2 separate regions of the Mus musculus genome follow, and region 2 is linked to region 1. Evidence: chromatin contacts called from public HiChIP or PLAC-seq data. All regions are on one chromosome and are shown on one strand. Each heading gives the region's core, a stretch centred on a gene start, on an enhancer-like site or on the middle of the called end of the contact. The rest is flanking DNA. Distances are from core to core; before and after follow the strand shown. Region 1 holds the start of Eif3h (eukaryotic translation initiation factor 3, subunit H). Region 2 overlaps Rad21 (RAD21 cohesin complex component).

The links. HiChIP or PLAC-seq counts read pairs in DNA pulled down with a chosen protein or histone mark.
Region 2: a contact with region 1 is called in an H3K27ac HiChIP or PLAC-seq map of embryonic stem cells, with 15 read pairs. The contact joins the enhancer-like site here to the promoter of Eif3h in region 1. A contact is called at or near these places in 5 of 39 promoter capture datasets (the C10 cell line, erythroid cells, liver and 1 more), 14 of 484 Hi-C or Micro-C datasets (B cells, CD8 T cells, LSK cells and 10 more), 8 of 115 datasets of contacts at active chromatin or transcription factors (astrocytes, bone marrow-derived macrophages, embryonic stem cells and 3 more) and 3 of 9 other capture datasets (adipose tissue, liver and pancreatic islet).

Annotation. Positions count from the first base shown.
Region 1 is chr15:51,863,998-51,868,805 of GRCm38.p6, reverse strand. It overlaps Eif3h (eukaryotic translation initiation factor 3, subunit H), which reads left to right and starts at 3,345. Exons shown (of 8, transcript NM_080635.1): 1 at 3,345-3,480. The coding sequence starts at 3,349.
Region 2 is chr15:51,977,243-51,982,590 of GRCm38.p6, reverse strand. Rad21 (RAD21 cohesin complex component) reads left to right here. Exons shown (of 14, transcript NM_009009.4): 2 at 1-62; 3 at 4,417-4,546. Among named protein-coding and RNA genes, the nearest start is that of Gm52217, 11 kb to the left of the region's middle. Within about 2 kb of position 3,975, at least 18 of the 459 cell types and tissues checked have an H3K27ac peak or open chromatin away from gene starts, as enhancers often do. A contact at or near this core is called in embryonic stem cells and pancreatic islet, where this site is marked.

The DNA of each region.
Region 1 (4,808 bases), core at 2,096-4,595:
TGGTCTACAAAGTGAGTTCCAGGACAGCCAGGGCTATACAGAGAAACCCTGTCTCAAAAAATCAAAAATAAATAAATAAATAAGTAAGTAAGTAAAAAAAAATTATACTCATTTACTTATTGAGGGGGTGTGATGTCTGTGAGCATTATAGAGATCAGAGGACAACTCGCATTAAGTTCTATGTCTGTACCATGTGGATTTGGGGGACTGAACTCAGGGTGTCAGGACTGGCAGGTGCCTTTATCCCCCAATCTCACAGGCCCCACTTTTTTCTGAGACAGCATTTTCCACTGGCCTGGAGCTGAGCCAGAAGACTAGGCTGGTCTGGCTTGTCTAGAAGGCCTCAAGAATCCGTCTGTCTCTGTGCCCTAATGCTAGGATCACACCTAAGCATTAGGTCAGTACCCCACCTTTTTATGTGGGTTTTGAGGATCAAATGCATAGCATCCCGTTTACAAGGCAAGTACTTTATGAGCTGAGCTGTCTCTCTAGCTTCCCTGTCCCCCAATTTACTGGCAACATGTTTAAATCATTGTGTCTGAAGTGAGTTTCTTCTGGTCACGTATGCATATGTTTATGTTTATATATCTTATTTTTTTTTGTCTTGTAATTGGTATGTCAAGAACACTTATATTATTGTAGCTACTTATAAGTTTAGGCTTAGGCAAGCCATTTAATTTCTTTATCTCCAATCTATTGTCTCTTTTTCATTTCTTTCTTCCCTTCTGTGTTCTTGAAGTTTCTTTAAATATCTTTGAAGCTGACCTGCCCAGAACTTCCCATCTTGCTTTAGTTTCCCAAGCTCTAGACTTCAGATTTGTACAAGCATAACTGTTAGCCTTTCACATTAATTACCTATGGCATTTTACCCTATTTCTTTGCAAAACTTATTCAGTCGTCATCGGAGAAGCTTCCTCTGCGTCTGAATGGGAACAAATTCAGAAATCTACAACCAGACATTACACAGACACACTGACACAGACCACACAGCCACACACACACACACACACACACACACACACACAAACACACACACACACACACACACATGCGCACACGGTGGGGGTTGGAGGAGGGAGGAGAGACAGAGACAGAGACAGAGAGAAACAGAAACAGAAACAGAGAGAGCCAGGTACAGAGACAGACAGAGATAGATCCAGGAATAAACAGCTTTAAAGAGATGTCTTCATTAAATCCTTCCTCTGGGAGCTAAGGGAATCCCGTAGAACAGAATAGAGGCAGAATAAGTGTAAGAACCAGAGGGGATGGAGCACACCAGGAGAACAAGTCCCTCTAAATCTACTGAGCAAGGCTCACATGAATGCACAGAGACTGAAGCTGCCAGTACAGGGCCTACATGGGGGCTGCACCAGGTCCTTCATGGATAGATTATATTTTCCAGTTTAGTTTTTTTGTTTGTTTGTTTAGTTTGATTTCTGTTTTTTCTTTTTCTTTTCTTGTTTTTGTTTTTGTTTTTTGTTTTTGTTTTTCAAGACAGGGTTTCTCTGTGTCGCCTTGGCTGTCCTGGAACTCACTCTGTAGATCAGGATGGCCTCGAACTCAGAAATCCACTTGCCTCTGCCTCCCAAGTGCTGGGATTAAAGGCATGCACCACCACGCCCAGCCCAATTTCTGTTTTTTTTTTCAAGGCAGGGTTTCTCTGTGGTTCTGGCTGTCCTGGAACTTGCCCTGGATCAGGCTGAGTTTAAACTCCTAGATATTTGCCTGCCATTATCTCCCCAGTGCTGGGATTAAAGGCAAGTGCCACTACCTAACTGGCACAATTTTTAAAACAATTTACCTTTTTTTGTTTTTTGTTTTTTTGTTTTTTGAGACAGGGTTTCTCTGTGTAGCCCTGGCTGTCCTGGCACTCTGTAGACCAGGCTGGCCTCGAACTCAGAAATCCACCTGCCTCTGCCTCCCAAGTGTTGGGATTAAAGGCATGCACCACCACGCACGGCTTAAAATAATTTAAACATTTATATTTGAGTACTTTGGTGCTGAACTCTGGGTCTTTACTTCGGCTGGCTCGTCTAATACAGATCTGGTGATGGAAAGGTAGCTAGTAGGGACTTCTCTGAAGGGACTCTAGCCAGCCCAAGCACTGCAGGCATCGATCTGTTAGGCCTTGCCCTTCTCCCCCCATTCCCTCCATCAAACCAAACCAACAGATTGCATTCCTAAAGCTAGCCAACAAGGTCCATTCCCTTATTTGGCCACTTCCTCCTCCTGTGGATGACTACCAAAGTCCAGCTATCAAAGGAAGTCCAGCACTCAGCACCTCCCTTGGCTCACCTAATTAACATACCCAATTAAAATTAAGCACTTCATCCTAATATGGGTTTTCCCCTTCACCTTTACAAGCTGCCATTGTCACATTTGTGTCCCTGCTTTCCAGAGGCAGTGTCCTGTCAAACTATGTATGTTGTAGGATTAGCTAGTGGATATTTTTTCTTTATAAATACCACACAGTTTTAACTCCCACTTAATTCTTTTGAGAGTTTTATTTCTGCTTTTTAACACCCTGCTACTGCTTTCTAGTGTAACTCTTCTATGATGCACCTTTGATACTTTGTGGAGATTTTCTCTGTGAGCCAGGATGCTAATATTCCTTCTAGACTTGTAGAAGTGGACATTGAATCATTGAATCATTAGTAACATTTTAATCCTTGCTGTCAGATTGATGCATAACAAACCCCAAATAATAGCAACAACAAAAATTAAAGGTTAGCATACAATATTTTCTGCCACAGTGTGACCATTTCATTACTTTTGAATAAGGAGTAGGGAAAAAGTCACTCTAAAGCAGAGAATTATTACAATGGCTTCCTACAACAGATGTAGTGTTTTCCAGTCACGATAATATGTATTTCAGAGCTCATGTCATAGGTCAGCATTATTCGTAGAGTCTGCATTCTGAATACTTACCATGACATCAACTTCCACACTACAACACTACAGAAAAGAACTTCTGAGTATTTTACCCAGGTAAATCTTTCATTTTAGAGACTGATCAAAGTTAACCATGTTTTAGACATTTTCTGTATATTCTGAGTGGGTGTAGAATAATGGCTCTTGCTTCTAAGCTCTTTCTCTGTAGTCAGAGTGACCCTAATCAATTACTGTGGGTTGAGCAGTACGGGCCAAACTCCGCGCGTGCGCAGAGGATTCCCACAATCTCAGGGAGGGTTGGGGGAGGGAGAAACACCACCGAGGAGGCGGGGCCCTGCCCAGCCTGCTTCCAGACACCGCCCCCCCCACCCCCAAAGCCTTAACATAGCGTCACGGAGCCTCGTAGTTCCGCTTCCGGCGCCTCACGCTTCTCTTTCTTCCTGTCTGGCTGGAAACATGGCGTCGCGCAAGGAAGGCACCGGCTCTACCGCCACCTCCTCCGGTTCTGCTGGCGGCGCGGTGGGGAAGGGCAAAGGCAAAGGCGGCTCCGGAGATTCGGCCGTGAAGCAGGTGCAGATCGACGGCCTGGTGAGTGCGGGTTGCGGCCACAGGCCCACGTGTGAGGCTGATCCCTGCCGGGCGCGCTTCCTGCCGCCTTCCCCAGGCGCGGGCTGACCGCGCTCTCCCCTCGGCGCCCTTCTCCTTCATCTTCACTTTTGCTCGAAAGACACCGCAGCCTTCCCTGTTTTCCGACGAGAGACCTGAGTGCTGAGAAACGGGGCCGGAATGGGGGTATGGGACAGCTTGGCGTGGTCTGGCTTTTAGAGGCTCAGGAGAGGAGGGGTTACAACCGAATGACAGTTGTGATGGGAAGGATTTAGGGTTCTGTTTGGGGCTCTAGGGAGAGGAGTGAGGGGAAAGGAAACACCTTGGCTTCCCGGAGGGGCGTTTGCCAAGTGCATTCTCAATAGATTTACTGTGTTAGCGTGTGTTAACTTTACCTGGGCTTGCAGAACTGGGGTAAAACTCTTAGGCAGAGTTCAGCGTGAACCCAAGAAGCCATAGGACACAGCCGTAAGTTTATTTCTGCATAAGATCCATGACTTAGAGTATCTGGGGAAGCTCGGGGGAAGGTAGTGGATGGAAGAGAAAATATGCGAATCTAGAAATGAGGTGGGGTTCTAAGCTTTAGGAACCTTCCTCCTGAAGGTTGTGGTGGCACATGTCTTTACCCTGAGCACAGGTGAGGCCCAGGCAGGCAGAGCTCCACGAGTTTGAGGTCATTTGGCACCGAGATCTTGTCTCAAAAAGAAAACCACAGAGAAAAGAAAAAGGTCATCGTCGTCGTCTTCTTCTTCTCCCTTCTTTCTCCTCCTCCTTCTTTTCTTCTTTTTTCTTTTTTCCCCAAAGCACCCTTTTCTCTCAAACCAGTTTTTAGGTATTATCCATTAGGTATTTTCTAAAGACTTTTTTTTTTTTTTTTTTTTTTTTTCGAGACAGGGTTTCTCTGTGTAGCCCTGGCTGTCCTGGAACTCACTTCGTAGACCAGGCTGGCCTCGAACTCAGAAATCTGCCTGCCTCTGCCTCCCAAGTGCTAGGATTAAAGGCGTGCGCCACCATGCCCGGCTAAAGACTCTTGTAATAGGGATTTTTTAATTTATGTGAAAATTGTGATTGCAGCAGGCAGTGTTTAAGTGGAAATTATTAGTAATTTCACTTTGGACTATAGTTTAGTTAGATTGTCATGAGGCTTTTTTGTGTTTGTTGTTTAATATAACCTGATGTTTATAGACTTAGTCTCTGTGGCCCTAAGAAGTTGGCCTTAACCAGCTTTAGTTACCTCATGTGTTCAGATGGGATTGAGAAGTAGTTAGGCATTGGTGTATCGTTTGGATTATGTGAAAACCTGTATGTGG
Region 2 (5,348 bases), core at 2,726-5,225, 110 kb before region 1:
CCAAAGCCCATGTATTTGAGTGCAACTTAGAGAGCAGTGTGGAGAGCATCATCTCACCAAAGGTAGGTGCTGCTGGTGACGCTCAGCTACTCGCCGTGAGATGGGTGGGCTTGTAGAACAACGGTGGCTGTGTCCAAAGCAAGAGAAGCCGATGTGGAGAGTCTCGGATTTTCCCTCATTATTTTAATTTTTAACCATTTAAGATAACAATGATCATAATGTATAGACTGATTGAAAATTTCTCTTTAGAATCGCTAGCTTGACTCACATTGGTATTAATATGTATGTATGTATGTATGTGTATGTATATATATATATATATATATAGAGAGAGAGAGTTGATAGTTATTGTAGGAAGAGTGAGGGATCCAGAGGGTAATGAGCTGGGATGGAAGGTCATGTCCTTCCTAGAACAGTTCTAATTTGAAGTTTTTAACAACATGAAGACTTGACAGCCTAGAGAAATCCTTTCATAGTATTTGCTTTTCTGCTAGGATATTGAAACTGCATATGTTGTACACAGTATTAGTTTTATTGTCAACATAAGAGTAAGTTATATTGTCTTGTAATTGACTACATTCAGAAACTATGTTTATAGCTCATTTAATTGTTGCACACACCAGAGTCCGTTACCTGCAGAATTTACAGGATTTGAAGCAGACCTCAGCTGGGGTGAAGTCATTCATAAGATCAGTATAAGACTTTAAGTCTGGAACTATAAGTCATTGTTTGGGTTGAGTGTGGCTTTCCTATGCCTCCTCTGTTGGGATAGTTTACATTATTTCTAACTTTTTGAACTCCTAATTCTGTTCTGTGTAATCCAGCCATTGAAGCCACGGCAGCAAAATGATATAGTAGAGAAAAGGTGGTCTTTTCAGGCCAGGGAGATGGCTTAAGGAGTAAAAGTGCTTGATGTGTAAGCCTAATGACCTGAGCTCGGGTCCCTAGAACTCAGTAAAAGCAGACTGAGGTGACTCTGATCCTGTGGCGAGAAAGGCTTTGGAAAAAGGAAACTCCTCCTCCTGCCACCACCCCAGCCCCACTGCACAGAGGCTCCTCGGCTAGTTATAGTGCAGTTCACAGCACAGTGGTAAACTAGGAGAGACGGGCCCTTGTTTGCCTTTAAAAAAAGGACAGACAGACAGACAAATGCACGAGGAGAAGCCCAACAGTGGTTCAGTAGGTTAAGTTATTTGCTTAAGGTGGACCGAACCATGTGAGTTGAGTCTCTGGGACCTATGTAGTAGAAGTACCTACTCCTGCAAATTGTCCTCTGGCAAACAGACAAATGTGCCCACTAAATAAATGTAATTAGAAAAAATGGTGGTGGGCAAATTCTGAGCCCTGGTGTTGTTCTGTAATCCTATAGACATGTATGCACATAAACATTATACCTGCATATTTAACAGTTGAAGAGTAAATGTTTTTCTTAAAGGGTGGTCTTATTTAATAAATAGTGCTAGAACAAATGATATCAGCATGTATGAAGACAAATCTGGAGACATAACTTATTTCTTGTAAAAATAAGTTAACTCAGGGTCATAGGCCTAAAATGTGAAGTATAAAACTAGAATATAACCTATTAAGACTCAAAAAAAGCCTATGATGAAATATGCCAAAAATTTTAGGCAGATGTTAACTGTAAGCCCAAAGTCTTTTTCCTTGATACTTACCCAGAAGTAGTTGAAAACTTAATGTCTATATTTAAAAACAAAGAGATGTTCATAGCATCTTTACTCAGACTTGCCACAACATACAAAGCGTTTAGGAGCTCCTCAGTGGATGTGTTGATAAAAACTGGCCTATGCATAGACTGCTCTGCAAAGGCTTTCTACTGCAGAGTTCTGACTGCAGGACACGCTTGGAAAGGCACGGCTGGCTACAAAGGTAGTGAAAATCTGAGGGGTTGGGGCAAGAAGGAAGTATGAGTAGGCAGACCACAGGCTTGATTTAGAGCAGTAGAGCTGTCTGCCATAACTGTGATGGTGAGTTCATGACCCTGTCCATTTAGTCCATCTAAGTGTAGAGGTACTTGAAAACCAAAAGTGGGCTTTGGGTTACCATATATTGCTGTATAATTTATCACTTATAAATGTACCAGTATGCCGGGTGATACAGAGAGTAGGCCACTCCTGCTGGAACAGGGGAGTGTACAGGAAATACCTACTTTTCCTTACTCATGTGTGAGTGAAAGGTGCTCTGAAAATGTGCTGGCTATAGCAGACATTGTACTACAGCTCAGAATAGAGCTTTTTAAAATTCAGTCCTAAAAATACAGTGCCATGTACAATAAACATGCACGTATGGAACTATATGTATGTGCAGGGTTTACTGTCTGCACATAAAAACATACACACACAAAGCCTACAGTATGCTTTCTGTGCACTAGTTGGAAAGCAGAAGTTCGTGTACACACACACACACACACACACACACACGTGCATACTTGTTGACAGAAGATGAGACTGGAGAGATAGCATTCTTTTCTTTCTTTTTTTTTTTTTCCTTTTATTTTTGTTTTTGTTTGTTGTTGTTGTTGTTTCGTGACAGGGTTTTTCTGTGTAGCCCTGGCTGTCCTGGAACTCACTTTGTAGACCAGGCTGGCCTCGAACTCAGAAATCCACCTGCCTCTGCCTCCCAAGTGCTGGGATTAAAGGCATGTGCCACCACACCCAGCGCATTCTTTTTTTTAATATCCATAAATCTCAAAACTACTTTGGCTCTAAGGATACTTGTTATAATGTACATAGAGTACTTTGTACACTACAAAAAGTCTGAGAGATAAGAGTGTGTTAGCAGGCATATGTATCAAAAGATGGCCTAGGCGGCCATCACTGGAAAGAGAGGCCCATTGGACTTGCAAACTTTATATGCCCCAGTACAGGGGAATGCCAGGGCCAAAAAGGGGGAGTGGGTGGGTAGGGGAGTGGGGGTGGGTGGGTATGGGGGACTTTTGGTATAGCATTGGAAATGTAAATGAGCTAAATACCTAATAAAAAATGGGAAAAAAAAGAGTGTGTTAGCAGATATAGATAGTTTGACATTAAAGATAACTGGTGGACCCCACAAATTACTCACTTAACATTTTTCAATCATTGTGGGTCTTTATTAGGGTTTAGTGTAATATGGTGTGAAGCTATTGGCCCAGGGAGCTGGCCTGAAACTGCTGAGCATTTCATGCTGAGGAAATGGTTTATTTGTTGAGGTTGGGGTTGCTCTGCCTTACCTGGGAGCTTCTATGAACTTTCCCAACTCCTCCCATTTGAAGAACCATCCCAGGCCCCCTTTGTTTAGCATATAGCCGGTGGCCAACTTACTGTATTTACATCCTTCTGCTTAAAGCACGTCTTACCTAACTTTACCCACTCTAAACCAAACTAGTACAGGCGCTACATTTGGAGGTTGCTCATTGTAGACATGGAAGGGGTTCTGTCATTCTTTCTGTGTCCTGGATTTGATCAGATTTGTTATTATTTGAGAGGTCTAAAAATTTACAGTAGCAAGTTTGTTAGTCTTGCTTTAAATCACATAAGATGACCATAAATACAGAGGCTAGATTGCAGAGGAGTCCTAGACAGATGCGGTGCTAACATACAATGGACATAATTTTAAACATATCTTTTAATGAGTATGTTTTTACCATAGAATTTGGGAAGCTTGAGTTTATGGTATGATTTGAATGAAGAACTATCTGGGGGAACTTTTGAGTTCATGTTTTTTATTCTTTGAATTATTTGTAGCCAGGAAAGTTTTGAATATTTCTGTGTCTGTTTAGGTCATTATTGTGTCTTCTGATCTAGTATTAGGAAGTAATTAACAGTGCTTAACAAAAGGAAAAGTGTTAAAGGGACATTCCAAGACAGATCTAATTGGTCCCTAGCACAGAGATGAGCCAAAGCCTTAGCTCGTTGACTGTCCTTTGGTGCATCATCACCCACACAGCAGGAAAGGGAGAAGACAGAGACATTCTGTTATTTCAAAGCCCTTCTCAGAAATCCGCTGGCAAGCCCCACCTTTCTTTCTCAGTTGACTGAGGTATGTGTGTGCGCCTGCTCAATAAGACGTTTTAACCGACAGGTCTGAAATAATCTTTCTTTTTTTTAAGGCCAGGAGTGTTTGCTTCTAAAACAAAATCACAATCCTTGGTGTGCTGATGGCAACATCCATGGGAAGATCGGCTTTCTGCTTCATAGCTGCCTTTATGTCTAAGTGAATTTATGAATTACTGTCGTTTAGTCTGTGTTAGGGGAGTTAGGAAATGGTAAGGTGCAAATATTTATTAACCGACTTTAAATCACCCAGAAAATAAAGAAAAAGCACAAGATCCTTATAAATAGCACAGGATATGCACTTTCCAGTACACTGCCCTCGAATGTAATCCACTGACCGTGGATGTAATGCTCATCTCTTGCTCAGGTGAAGATGGCGCTGCGGACGTCAGGACACCTTCTCCTGGGAGTAGTCCGCATCTATCACAGGAAAGCCAAATACCTCCTCGCAGACTGTAATGAAGCATTTATTAAAATAAAGATGGCGTTTCGGCCAGGTAGTGTGCCTTTCTTTGTTTTTTAACCTGTGAGGCTTCCCATACCATGGTGGAAACTGCTAATTGTGTGTTCTAGATAGGTGTGGTTTTTTTCATAGCAGCTCCCATTGTAGGGAGCACTGTCCATTTTTAGACTCGGTGTTTACCTAGTCTCAGCAGCTTGCAGCAGCTGAGTCATCGGAGCAGACATGCTGCAAACTGTTGATGTGTGAATTATAAAAGGTGGCTCAAAATGCAACTGGGTGGGGGGCTGGCTTTTTCCCCCTGAACAGTCTTAACATAATTTTAAAATCACATGCACTTTTAATCCTGAGACATTTCATTTAATGGTCTTTGTCGTGTCAGTTTTACAGTTTTGCTTGAGGTAAGATTTGGTTCTAGAACCAACCAAAGTAAATAGTATCTGTAGTATTCATCTGGACTCACATTCTACAATTTGAAATGATGAAATGTTGCTGTTTTAAATGATCAGACTATGTGCTGCGGATAGTGGAGTTGTCAGGGTGCTTGGAGGCAAGCACGGAGGGCCTGAGGGCAGTCTCCAGTGACGATGGAAAAGGCTGGCAATGGTGGCCCCTGCCTCTGCTGTGTACTGTAGGGAGGAGATGGGCTCATCCCAGGGCCTCTCTGACCAGCTAGCTTTGTAGAATCAGTGAGATAGACGTGATGTGTCAGGGTGCTTTTATATAGCAGCTTCCGTTGATGCTATATTCTAATACTTCTATTTTAGTACATGATAGTAAACTACCTACTACTTTATTTTTGTGTGATAAAGTATATTTATTGCATATAGCACGCTAGA